2 separate regions of the Podarcis muralis genome follow, and region 2 is linked to region 1. The links are chromatin contacts, called in public Hi-C maps. All regions are on one chromosome and are shown on one strand. Each heading gives the region's core, a stretch centred on a gene start, on an enhancer-like site or on the middle of the called end of the contact. The rest is flanking DNA. Distances are from core to core; before and after follow the strand shown. Region 1 holds the start of CCDC89 (coiled-coil domain containing 89). Region 2 holds the start of HIKESHI (heat shock protein nuclear import factor hikeshi).

The links. Hi-C and Micro-C count contacts between places; a contact is called where the count stands out from the background.
Region 2: a contact with region 1 is called in a Hi-C map of tail, with 2.1 times the contacts expected there. The contact joins the promoter of HIKESHI here to the promoter of CCDC89 in region 1. A contact is called at or near these places in 2 of 3 Hi-C or Micro-C datasets (blood and tail).

Annotation. Positions count from the first base shown.
Region 1 is chr4:14,375,754-14,382,361 of rPodMur119.hap1.1, forward strand. CCDC89 (coiled-coil domain containing 89) reads right to left here and starts at 4,917. Exons shown (of 2, transcript XM_028725998.2): 1 at 4,189-4,917; 2 at 1-374. The coding sequence starts at 65. LOC114595598 (a long non-coding RNA gene) reads left to right here and starts at 4,382. Exons shown (of 2, transcript XR_003706298.2): 1 at 4,382-4,483; 2 at 4,907-5,312. SYTL2 (synaptotagmin like 2) reads right to left here. Exons shown (of 19, transcript XM_077926963.1): 19 at 6,379-6,608.
Region 2 is chr4:14,582,539-14,588,913 of rPodMur119.hap1.1, forward strand. It overlaps HIKESHI (heat shock protein nuclear import factor hikeshi), which reads left to right and starts at 1,988. Exons shown (of 5, transcript XM_028726011.2): 1 at 1,988-2,149; 2 at 3,772-4,009; 3 at 4,997-5,148. The coding sequence starts at 2,015.

The DNA.
Region 1 (6,608 bases), core at 3,667-6,166:
TCTTCTTCTACCTCCTTTGGTACCTTGGGAATGGCCATTCCCGGACTCTTCCCATCCTGAGGCATGTTGAGGAACTGCTGCCTCTTCTCAGTGCTGCCGAGTTGTGCAGCGCTTCCCCCTCAAGTAGCATTCAAAATTTCTGCTGCTGGCCCGAAAGGCAGTTGGTGCAAACGTTCCAAGAATCCCGTGATGTCATAAGCCAAGAACTGATGGGCTTTCTAGAACCAGCGGGCTTTGCAGGGGTCTCCTGACCTTGTTGCATTCCTTCTGCACTGCAGGTGGGGAACGCAGATCTGCAAGGGAGCAGGGAATCGATGCAACACACCAGCCTGGCCAGGAACGAAAGCCACCACACTAAATCGGTGCTTAGTTTCCTAATCGAAGATAAACAGTATGAGAGCTTCACCTCTTATTTAATTCCCCACCCCCGCGCCAACAAAAAGATGTATTCCCTGTTAAACCCTAAGTGACTCTTAGCTTCATTCTTCCCTTTTCCTGAGTTAGGCTTAGATAGGGCCATTGAAGTCAATGGTCTTCCTGGTAGCAGCGACACAGCTATGGAATTCTCCTTCCCTTGGGAAGTCCAACTGGATCCTTATGTCTGGGCGTTAAGATGAGCAATGAAGGCATTCCTGTTTCACCATTCAGTGTTCATCACTGGCTGCATGCACACCATATATTTAAAGAATGTGGTTTACTCCAAATAATGTTGGGAACTGTAGTTTTTTTTAAAATGGTGCTGGGAATTGTAGCTCTGTGAAAAATAAACAAAAATTCACAGGATTCTTTGGGGGGAGCCATGTATGGTGTGTGTACACTGCCTTAAATATTCTTCTACCCTAACAGTTTCTGGTGCTGATGGCACTTGTTTCTTTCGGCTCTCTGTTACGTGTGTTGTTGCTGAGATTTTATTGGAAAATGTATTTTAGAATTGTTGTAAGATGCCTTAAACCCTTGTTGTTGAAAGACGAGATAGAATTATTAAAGGTAAAGGTACCCCTGCCCGTACGGGCCAGTCTTGCCAGACTCTAGGGTTGTGCGCTCATCTCACTCTATAGGCCGGGAGCCAGCGCTGTCCGCAGACAATTCCGGGTCACGTGGCCAGCGTGACAAGCTGCATCTGGCGAGCCAGCGCAGCACACGGAACGCCGTTTACCTTCCCGCTGGTAAGCGGTCCCTATTTATCTACTTGCACCCGAAGGTGCTTTCGAACTGCTAGGTTGGCAGGTGCTGGGACCGAACGACGGGAGCGCACCCCGCTGCGGGGATTCGAACCGCCAACCTTTTGATCGGCAAGTCCTAGGCGCTGAGGCTTTAACCCACAGCGCCACCTGTGTCCCAGAATTATTACTTTTTTAAAAAAATAAATGTGCATATGATTCGGCTATAAATGCATTATACTGACACTTTGCCATATACACTGATAAACCTATACTATAGTTCTATACATTGTTTCATATAACCTTGTACTAAAGTTTCTATAGAAGTACGGTATTTCAGCAGCAGCCTAGTGATTCATTCATAGAGCCCCAGCTACAACAACACATTTGCAGCTGAATATTTTATTTAAGGAGATAATGAACAGCAATCTATCTGCCTAGTTCAGCAGTCCACAACAATATTGTTGTGTAATTAGATTGCCACCTAATTACTGTGTAGGCGGTTCCTTTAAAAGCAAGGCCTGATTTCCATTTGGGTGGGGTTTGACAAAAGAATGTTAACTGCCCTTAATGGTGCAGCGGATGTCTTTTTACAGGAGTTCATTGTTAAAAGATGGGTTTGTTGATGCAGATCTCTTTTGAATGTGTTTGGAAAGAAAAAATAGCCACCACCCAGAATTTGGAGAGGTGCCTGTGAGAGAGAGGTGTGGGGGCCGTATCAAAATAAATAATTTTGATGTGAGGCAGGTGGTTTTAAAAAAACAAACAAGCAGAGAGTGGGAATAAATGGACAGTTCCCCCAATGGGAGGAATGTTGAAAGTGGAGTCCTCCCAAGGATTGGTATTAAGACCTGTTCATAAATAATCGAGTTATGTGAGAGTGCTGTTGTGCTCAAGTCCTACTTGCAGACATCTCTTTGACCTTTGTGAGAATAGGATGCTGGACTATATGGGCCTTTGGCTCAATCTAGCAGGCTGTATCTTGGGGGAGCAGTGTGCCTCTTTTCTGAGAGCTGCCTGGTAGCAATGTGTGTACAGTGGTACCTCGGGTTACATACGCTTCAGGTTACATACGCTTCAGGTTACAGACTCCGCTAGCCCAGAAATAGTACCTCGGGTTAAGAACTTTGCTTCAGGATGAGAACAGAAATCGTGCTCCAGTGGCAGCAGGAGGCCCCATTAGCTAAAGTGGTGTTTCAGGTTAAGAACAGTTTCAGGTTAAGAGCGGACCTCTGGAACGAATTAAGTACTTAACCCGAGGTACCACTGTACTAGATTCAGGTAGGTAGCCATGTTGGTTTGACACAGTGAAAATAAATAAATAAAATGTCCAGTAGCACCTTAGAGACCAACTAAGTTTGTTCTGAGTATAAGCTTTCATGTGCACACACACTTCTTCAGATTCTTCTATTCAGAATTCGTATCTGAAGAAGTGTGCATGCACACGAAAGCTTATACCCAGAACAAACTTAGTTGGTCTCTAAGGTGCTACTGGACATTTTTTTTTATGTGTATACTGTTTGCCTTCATCACAAGAACATAGGAAGCTGCCTCATTCCAAGTCATACTATTGGTCCCTCTAGCTCAGCATTGTCTACACCAGGGGTTGTCAACCTGGTCCCTACCGCCCAGTTTCAGGATTCTAGATGGGCGGTAGGGGGTTCTACGGCACAAGCTGAATCCTCCTTCCATCAAGCACTGGTGGGCAGTAAGGACCTTTTACCATCAAGAAAGATGCATTAGTGGGTAGTAGGCATAAAAAGGTTGACCAGACCTGGTCTACACTCTTCCACTTATGCTCTACTTGTGTATATCTGCAAGTAAACCAAATACTACAATATGGCATTCGCTTCCAGTTATCTCTTCCCCAAAGGAAGATGAGCCCTGATAACGCTGTTCCTACTAGTTCTCACTGCTCGGGCAAGTGGGGAATGCCTCAGATTATCATTTATTATAAAGGCATTCATATATGTGATTCTTTATACTGTGCATAAGCAGAAGAGCAGAATTCCACCTGACCTGAGAAATTTACTATATTATGCCTAGAGTCAATGGACAGCTTTAGGATGGGTATTGGGAGCTAGCACAATTGAATGTACTTGTTTTTAATTTTAGCTATGTTGATGGTTAAAGGGTTAAGACCAAAAACACTTTATGGAAGGGATATGGTTTGAACTGGGAATTAAAAGAATAGAGAGAGAAGGGAGGTACTACGTAAAAATTGAATTATGTGGCTCTTTTTCTCTCCTGATAACTTATTTTACCCACACTATAGTCTTATGAGAAATCCCAATGCTTGCTAGAATTCCAATTTTTAATCACATGCATGCTGGGAGCAGATATGTATGCTGTCCAATTAGCACAATTCATAATTATTATATTGGGTGGGGGAGTGTGTTGTTCTTATCACAGCTCTGTCTATGCTTGTTTGTTAATCAGCAGAGCCTCTGAGTACGTATTGAATAATGTTTCAAGGCTAAACAATGTAATGGTAAAAAGGCAAAGCATAACTAATGAACATACTACTCTTTCCTAAAAATGGTCAAAGGAACTCTGTTTTGGGAACAGACTCCCACAACACCAGAGTGGTATCAGATCCCTGAAGCTGGATTGGGTTGAATTGAGGGATTAAAGAATAATCTAGCCTGAGAGAAAATAAAGATTTGACTATGAAGGTTTTCTTACTCTCTTAACTGCACAATTCTGTACATATCTACTCAGAAGTAAGCCCCATTGAGTTCAGTGGAGCTTACTCCTAGGTAAACAGGAGTGCACAAGATTACAACCTATAAAATAAGTTGCAATAAGTTCAGTGCTCTTATAAGGAAAACAAATTTGTACATCATAATTCTTCCAGTTGTTGTTACAACATTCAGAAAAGGGCATCCAATTTCATTTCAACAGATATTGGCGTCATCCTGATTCTTTTATACTCATACGTAACTGTCTGGTTTTGCCATTTTAAAATAGCGTTTATAAATATTTTTTTAAAAAAAGTTAATCAAAGAGCCATAAAATGTTTCCTTACCAGGCCTTTATTCTTTTACTATCTTGGTCTGACAGCCTTGTTGAGTTTGCATCTCCATGGCAATAGGATTGAAGCAGACTCCTTGCCAAGTGTACAGTGAGGCCAAACAAGAAAGAATGCATCCTGGAAGCTTAACAAGCTCTGGAAAGCACGTTCCTTGGCTGTGACCCTCTGCGATAGATGTCTCCTTCCTTTCCCTCCCAAAGGAAGCCTGAAAATGACCAGCAGCTCACCACTATTACTGCCAACTCTGAAATAATATCGTGTCCCTGAGAATCAAATGAAGAAATAAAAGGTACCTATGTTCTTAAAAACCAGGCTGTTAAAAAAAAAGCAGTAACTTGCCAATGAGGAAAAGAATCAGAATACAGTGGTACCTCGGGTTACATATGCTTCAGGTTACATATGCTTCAGGTTACAGACTCCGCTAACCCAGAAATAGTGCTTCAGGTTAAGAACTTTGCTTCAGGATGAGAACAGAAATCGTGCCCCGGTGGCACGGCAGCAGCAGGAGGCCCCATTAGCTAAAGTGGTGCTTCAGGTTAAGAACAGTTTCAGGTTAAGTACGGACCTCCGGAACGAATTAAGTACTTAACCCGAGGTACCACTGTATGGGCAAGACGAGCTTGCATAATGGGGCTATCAGTACTTTCCTAGCTATGTTTACTCAAAGTTCTCTTGCAGTTTCTGACATCAAGTTATTCGGCTTTCTCTTCAGTTCCACATCATTAGGCCAGATAACTCTTCCCACCAGCAGCTGCACAACAGACCAGTATCCATGGTAAGGTAGTACAAACTGATGCTTAGATGTTCTGGGTTAACCAGAAAGTAAGCTCAGGTACGCTCAGGTGTTTAGCGAACCTCTATCAGGCTGAACCAGATATATCCAAGCATAACTGAAAGTGGGGGGGGGGGGAGTTTTGTATTTGACTTCTTTTTCAGAACAGAACGCAACTGGAAAGCGAATGTACCACACACAAAAGAAGCACAAAGAGCGAATGCACCACGCTTTGTCTCTCTTGCAATTTCAACACTTGCTCATCTGAGCATATACATAGTTTCTAACAGACTTTTTGAGTTTAGAAACCATGAACAAATAAAGTTCCAAATCTTGCAAAATTCAATTACAATGCATAAAAGTGTTTGCTCCTGTTTTAAGTATCGCTTCCTGCTTTGCCCAAATGGTGGCACTAGAGAACGTTTTTAAAGCCCTGATGCACTGAAAAAGCCAGCAGCACATTTTGCAATCGAGGTGTTTGTTTGTTTGTTTGATGTCTCGCTTTAGCTTCACCAATAGTAAAAGCTAGTAAAACGATAAGAGTGATGATGAGCCCTGTTTGAACGATGTGAACAGGGTCTTGCTTACTAAAAAGGGCGAGGGGGAAGAAGAGAATCTGCAATTTCAAGGTCGTTAGTAAGTTGAACAATCTGTAAAAGTGTTCCATCTTTGCAGCTACTGTATTTAGAGCTCTTCAGTTCTAATAACTTGTGCAATGTGGACATAACAGAAGCTGGAACTACAGTTTTATAGAAGAGATAGGACTGCCCCACTCAGCCCCAAGCTTCCTTCTCCTTTTTCCCCTGTCATGTTTAGGAATGCCCCAACCCTCACCAGCAGAGACCAATAGTTTAGATCAGGCATGGCCAAACTTGGCCCTTCAGCTGTTTTGGAACTACAACTCCCATCATCCCTAGCTAACAGAACCAGTGGGCAGGGATGATGGGAATTGTAGTCCCAAAACAGCTGTAGATGCTTCTTTCTGCCGGATGCTGTCATGTCACACACTGAGTAATCATTAGGCCTTAGAGGGAGGGAGGGAAGCAAGACACAGGGGTGGCTGTTCTTCAGTGAAACCCAGATGCAATGTCTAGTTCCAGCCTAATACACAAGAGATTGAATCCCACACCGATGCTTACCATTAACATCCATGTTTGCAACCGCTCATTACAGTTTCCACCAATTCGAACAATAAAAGGCTGTTTTTGAAAGGAAGATGGGATACATGCAACAATTAGATTCAGCTTTACGCACAATAGCACCATGTTGGCAGGTGCATTCACTTGTTCACTTTGGGGACTGTGGACCAGTGAAAGACAGTAAATGCATGCTGAAATTTAGTGAAATCGCCAACTTCCCCCCTCCCCCCATATGTTATTCAAGGCGGCCACAGAAGGCAACAGTACACAATATTTTAAATATATATATTTTACAGTTTTAATTCATCTTTAATAAAGTTTAATTTTTAATAACAGTACCTGAGGGCAGGAAGGAGTTGACATGCATTATCAAAGCAGCATTTAGTAAAATAGTTTAAAATTGTATTGCAGACACATATGCCCTCTGATGAAATTACAAATGAATATATCAGCCAATGTGCACCCCCCCACACCCCAAGTTCCTCTCTATTTTTGCCTGGCTC
Region 2 (6,375 bases), core at 738-3,237, 200 kb after region 1:
ACCTGTCATTGCATTCAGTGTGTTTTGTCTATATGTGATTTTGGCTTTAGGTGCAATGCCTATGGTGCAAATGCTTTTCTTCGGGGGGGGGGGGGACGACGACACATACTCCTAAACATTTTGTGAATCTAAGTTTGGCCTCATTGAGGGGCAGTATTTCAATATGAGTAGGAAAATGAGAGTACAGGAAAAAAAGCACTGGATACGGGCATACTGTACTTAGAATGAGAATTGCAGAGTAAGTGAAATAAGAGAACGTAGTTAACTGCTGTTGGTAAAAGGAGCCACTGTCTTGGTGTAGAATACCCTGGTACTTATTTAGGATATTTCCATTGCTTCTGAACCCACTTGGCTCCACATCGTGGCTTTAAGAAAATAAATGTTTTTAATACTAAATATTGTTAACAAAAGCAACACAAGGCACAGGCAGACAAACTAAAAACAAAGTTCAGTAGATCCCAAACACCTGCCGAAATAAAATGTTTCATTTAGTGCTTGAAAACTCGCGATGAAGAGGCAAGATGAGCCTCCACTACCCTGGTGCTACCACTAAAAAGGCCTTTATTCTACAGCTGCCTCATCTTTGACAGAAGGGGAGCAAATGAATTTCAGAGACTTTAAAAGTTTGTTTAACCTTATAAAAACAACATGTGAATAAAGTGTGTGTGAAATATGTGTAATATATGGAAGCTGTTGGGACAAGATGTAAAAGTATTAAATTTGGTAAAATGAAATAAAAACAAAATTAAATATGTGTTAACTTACTCTCTCCCACCTCCCCCAAATCTTCAGATCACTTGCTCACAACAAAAAAATAAGCTGTCACAGAATGGTATACCTAGAACTTCCAAAACAAACATTTGTATTTCTACAAAGGTCTGTTTCTTACTTGAGGAGGTATTCTTGCCTGTACTCTTACTTTTTCTCAGGTGCAGGTCAGGATCTGCATGGTCTGTGTGGAGAAGCATTGAATCGCTTCCTCCAGTAGAACCTTTCCTCCTTGCCATCTAGTTTTCTATCTGCGGGGATATTTGTGCGTGTGTAAAAATACTCGTCACTTGAGCCCTCCTTCTTCCCCTGCCCAAATTTTGCAGTGATGCAGCCTACAGTGGTTTTTTAAAAATGTATTTTATTTATTACATTTATATTCCATCAAGAAGCTCATTGTCTGTGTCCATGGCAGGGCTCACACCAACTCTGTGAGCTGCTTCAGCAACATTAAAGTCTGAGTATCTGAAGTGTGCGTGCACACGAAAGCTCATACCAATCACTAACTTAGTTTGTCTCTAAGGTCTATTGGAAGGGATTATTTTATTTATTTTCGATTAAAGGTTGAGGACATTGACATTCTGTTCTTAGCCCTGCAGAAGTATTGAATGCCGAAGCAGCCTGGGAAAATTCTGTATAGTTTTAGGGATTAATTTTGTATGTATTTCAGTCTTCCTCCAAACAGATGCTGTTGGTACTTTGTGCTGTGCTTGAAAAATTATTCTGCTGAACCTTAAAACCTGCATGCATACAGCAGCAGAAATAGGCTGCGGAGCTTTTCCATTAGGAATGGGGAAAAACTAGCCAGTGGCACCTCTGTCCTGAAAAGCCCATGTCAATAATAATAATAATAATAATAATAATAATAATAATAATAGTAAAACAGTTATTTAACCCCTCCCCCCCCGCCCAATCTGGCTGGGTTTCCCCAGCCACTCTGGGCGGCTTCTAGCCAAAGATTAAAAATACATTAAAAGTTTTGGCACCGGGAAGTTGTTGAAGCGGGAAGATAATTCGATTTTAGGCAGGAAGTTCCTGTTAAGAACCAAGGCCCGTCCTTTTCCTGAGCTGCCGCATTCCTTGCAAGACTACATTTCCCAGCGTCCTCCGCTTCTCCGAACGTACGCGACGTCGCGCGCGGCGCGCTGGGATACGTAGTCCTCCGCCGGGATGCCTGAAATCCCACACACACACGCAAGAATGCCCGCCTATCCCTATGCGAATCATTTCCTTCCGTTTGCCCCGGATGAGCTTCGGCGGGCGGGGTGGCACGGAGGGGCCACCGGGGTGGTCGCCTGGGCCGGTCGTGGCTGTCGAGGAAGCGGCCTTGCCGAGCGGAGCCGCCTCCGCCATGTTTGGCTGCTTGGTCGCGGGGAGGCTGGTGAGTGGCGCCCGCGGCCGGCAGCGCAGGGTCTCTATGGAAACGAGGGGGGAAAGTGGGTTGCCATGGGAACGGGAGGGCACTTGGGGTTTCTATGGTGAGGGATGCGGGCGGCTGGTTCCCTTGGTAACTCCTAAGGCCCAGGGGGGATGCGCCAGGCGTTTCTCATGGAAGTGAATGAGGAAATATGACGATATATGTATTTATATGTACTGCTTTAAGGTTTCTTTACCATATATGTTATGATATTTGAGAAGAAGGAAGTCCCAGCGAAGGAAGAATGGAGACAAAAGCTCATGGAATAGGCAGAAATGGCAAAACTTACCGGAAGAATAAGAAATTAAGATCACAAACTTTTTATAAAAGAATGGAAATGGTTTATGGAATATTTACAGATAAATTGTAAACAGATAAAAACATTGGCAGGATTATCGTAAAAACCTGCAGTTTTATAAGAGTATATATTTAAAGGAGATGAATAAATGTGCAAATTAAGTTACTTTGGAATATGCAGAAGATATTAAAAATAAATTTAAGGAACCGCAGAAAGAGGGGGAGGGAAGTCAATTTTTGAAATGTCAAAAGGATTGTAAAAACAGTGAAATGTATAAACTTGAAAAGTATAAATAAAAATTAAAAAAATACAATCACGCGGTAAATTACTTTTTAAAATTAAATTTGTACACTGCCCTTCATCCACAGATCTTAGGGCGGTTCACACACAAACAAATACAATATAAAAACCACAAAATGCATAGTAAAAGTAAGAACAACAGCAAAGCAATAATCCCCTTTCCCACAACACATATAAATTTTATGGAGTATTTGTGTGTTTGTATACCTCTTGAGTTTCCCCCCTCTACATTCAAGCAGAATATATAGTGGTATAAACTATATACTGCTTCATTGTAGGGGGGAAACCTCAACAGTGGTCAACAAATGAGATAAAACAAAGAAAGCACTTTTTAAAAAAAAAGTAAGTGTGATTTAAAATTTGCAGGTTAAAACTGCAAATTGACTAAAACATATTAAAACTAGTTGTACAAAACTAGGCCTGCCGTGTTTAATGGATTGCATTAACTGAGTAAAAATATTTTGGTCAATGAAAAATGTGCTTCCAATTAACCGGGCAGCATATTTTCCCCCATTTAAAATTGTATTTTTAATAAATAAATAAAAAGCAATGGCAACTCTCAATGGAACATAGGCAGAAAAAATACAAGCAATAAAACAATCGAAACATCTTAAAAACAATTCCAGTACAGATGCAGGTTGGAAAAGATCTGTGCTTTAAAAGCTTGCTGAATAAGAAAGCTCTTCAATAGGTGACAAAACAGCCAACAGGGACAGCGCCTTGCCTAATGTTTAACAGGGAATTCCAAAGGGTAGGTGGCATAACCGGAAAGGTGAAATTCCTAACTTGTGCATCATGGACCTCCTGCTATGATGGTATGTGCAGGAGGTCCTAACCTGCAAGAACAGATAGGAGAAGGGTTGTTTGGCATACTGCTTCGTTTTTTTCCTGCACAGTCTCCATTTCAATGCATTCTTTTTACCTGGAGGGAGTTTGAATTCCGCTACAGGCTCAAATCCCTACTTCATTCCCTGCTCTTCTTTTGTAGGTGCAAACAGTTGCACAGCAGGTGGCAGAAGACAAGTTTGTGTTTGACTTGCCCGACTATGACAGCATCAACCACGTGGTGGTCTTCATGCTGGGGACCGTTCCCTTCCCAGAGGGAATGGGTGGTTCTGTCTACTTCTGCTACCCCGACGAAAATGGGATAGCAGTGTGGCAGCTCCTGGGCTTTGTCACAAATGAAAAACCAAGTGCCATCTTCAAAATTTCCAGTCTGAAATCTGGTAAGAACATTGAGTGTAACCATTAAAGCCTGGGAAGGGGTTTGCTGTAGAGATAGGTGACTGGTAGCCAGAAGCAACAATTCAACCTTCACTTGTGGTCCACAGCATAGCTGTTAGTCCCACCTCTTTTCTCTGAGGCACAGGCAAAGGGCCCTTGAACCCCCTTCTTCTCTGCCCAGATGTTGTGATTAGCAAAATGGACTCTATGTTCCTTGTTTGTGCCTTGGCTCATACATGGGAGCCATTGGCCCTCAAGGGGAGAACTGACAAGAGGGGAAGAGAGAGAGAGATAAAAATCCCTTTGTTTGCATCTCAGATTCTGTGGAAGTGAGTAGAGTCAGTATTGTTGACCTTTCAGTCTTTGCTCATGACTGGTTTTTATTTCTAGGTAAGCGTTTGCCTGTAGGGTATGGGGAGTTCCTTAGCCCAAGCTGCCTCACCCTACTCAAAAGTTATTCTGTGTGACTCTGCCAGAGCTGGCGCTAAAATCATGTATTCTGGGTCTGAAAGATGCAGGAAGAGAGAACCCAGAATCACTCACTGTGCTTCAAGCTGTCCTCCTAGTTGTCTTCTTTGGGGTAACTGGTGTGTGCCCTCTGTTCCCAGAGAGGGGTCCTTTCTTGAAGCAACCTTTTTATGCAGCTAAGATACTCAAAAGTAGAACTACAGTGTTGACATCAGTGGCTAACTTAATTCATTTCACTTCTTGTACTCTGAGCATGTCTTAGCTGGATACAGCTTGCTCCGAGTAGACCAACTGAAATGAATTGACTTAAGTTAGCCGTTGATGTCAGTACCGTAGAGACTATGATTTCGAAGCATTAAAACGCCACTGCTTTTCTGTTGTCGGGATGTGTTCTCTGTTTGTTGACGGAGGTAGATGCTGTGTTTAAGAAGTCTTGTGTAAATCTGGGCCGTGTTCAGAACTGTGCTTCTACTGAGGTCAGGACTGATCCATTACACCACTTGTGATGTTGTCTCTTTTAGGGAAAGGTAGCCATCATCCGTTTGGAGCTATGAATATCCCCCAAACGCCATCTGTAGCCCAGATTGGGATTTCTGTGGAGCTGCTGGAACTCTTGGCTCAGCAAACTCCTGTAGCAAGTGCCGCTGTGTCATCAGTCAATTCATTCACAGAGGTAATGAATAGCAAGCGATTTTGATTTCAGCAGTTACTGCCGGAATAGCCTCTTCATTAATGGGTCTTAGAGCATGGGACATAATGCCATGAAGACAAGTGAGGCATTAACAAAAATTGCCTTACTCGTCAGAGCAGCAGCTTTTAAACTGTTTCCTGAGTTCCTCAGTGAAAAGAGCAATAATGTTCCCTGAAATACAGCTTGATCCTCAGTACAGATCTTTGCTTGCAGATGTGTAGCTTTAACAGAATGTTGGAGCAGAGCCTCCATTTTCGCAATAATAGTGAATCATAGAATCTTAAGAGTTGGAAGGGACCCAAGGGTCATCTAGTCCAACCCCCTGCAATGCAAGGAATCTTGGCTAAAGCATTCATAGCAGATGGCCATCCAGCCTCTGCTTAAAAACCTGCAAGGAAGGAGAGTCCACCACCTCTCATGGGAGTCTGTTCCACTGCTGAACAGCTCTTCCTGTCAGAAAGGTTTTCCTGATGTTTAGTCGGAGTCTCCCTTCTTGTAATTTGGAAGACATTGGTTTGAGTCCTACCCTCCAGAGCAGGAGAAAACAAGCAGGTTCGCTCTTCCATGTGATCCCAACATTAACTGACTCTACACCCATAAAATTTCCCATAATGCTCTGTGGTATACAGGAGGTTCCTTGGCAGTCGACTCCGTGTGCAAAGGGTTCTCTAAAAGAATTTAGAAGCACATTTTTTAGAAGGCCATATGTCTAATTCTTCTGCGGTTATTGGCCTAGATCCTATAATAAGGGAAGGGAAAGTCCTTAAAAGGAAAGTTTCCTTTCCCTTGCAGCTGTCCCTGAAAACCATTTTGGGAATGTCAGAAGGTACCTCTCTCCTGAGATATGGGGCATGAAGAGCTACTGCAAGGAATTGCTCAAGACTGGGATCCTGCCCTCAAAACAGCTTTCCATCTAAGATAATTTTCTAGGTCACCGATATATTATTATATAAAAAAAGATTCGGGATTAAGCCCATTAAACACAGTGAGATTTACTTCTGAGTAAAGGATTATATAATCAATTGCTTTTTAAAGGCATGTTAATAATTCAGCAGAGTGTTATATTAAGTGGGGCATGAGCCTGCAATGTGTAATCAGAGTAATTTTAGGAAAAGATACCAAGTAGAGTAGAAACATTTCCGGCTTAGCTTGTCCCTTACAATAAAAACCCTTAGATTAAAGGTAAAGGGACCCCTCACCGTTAGGTCC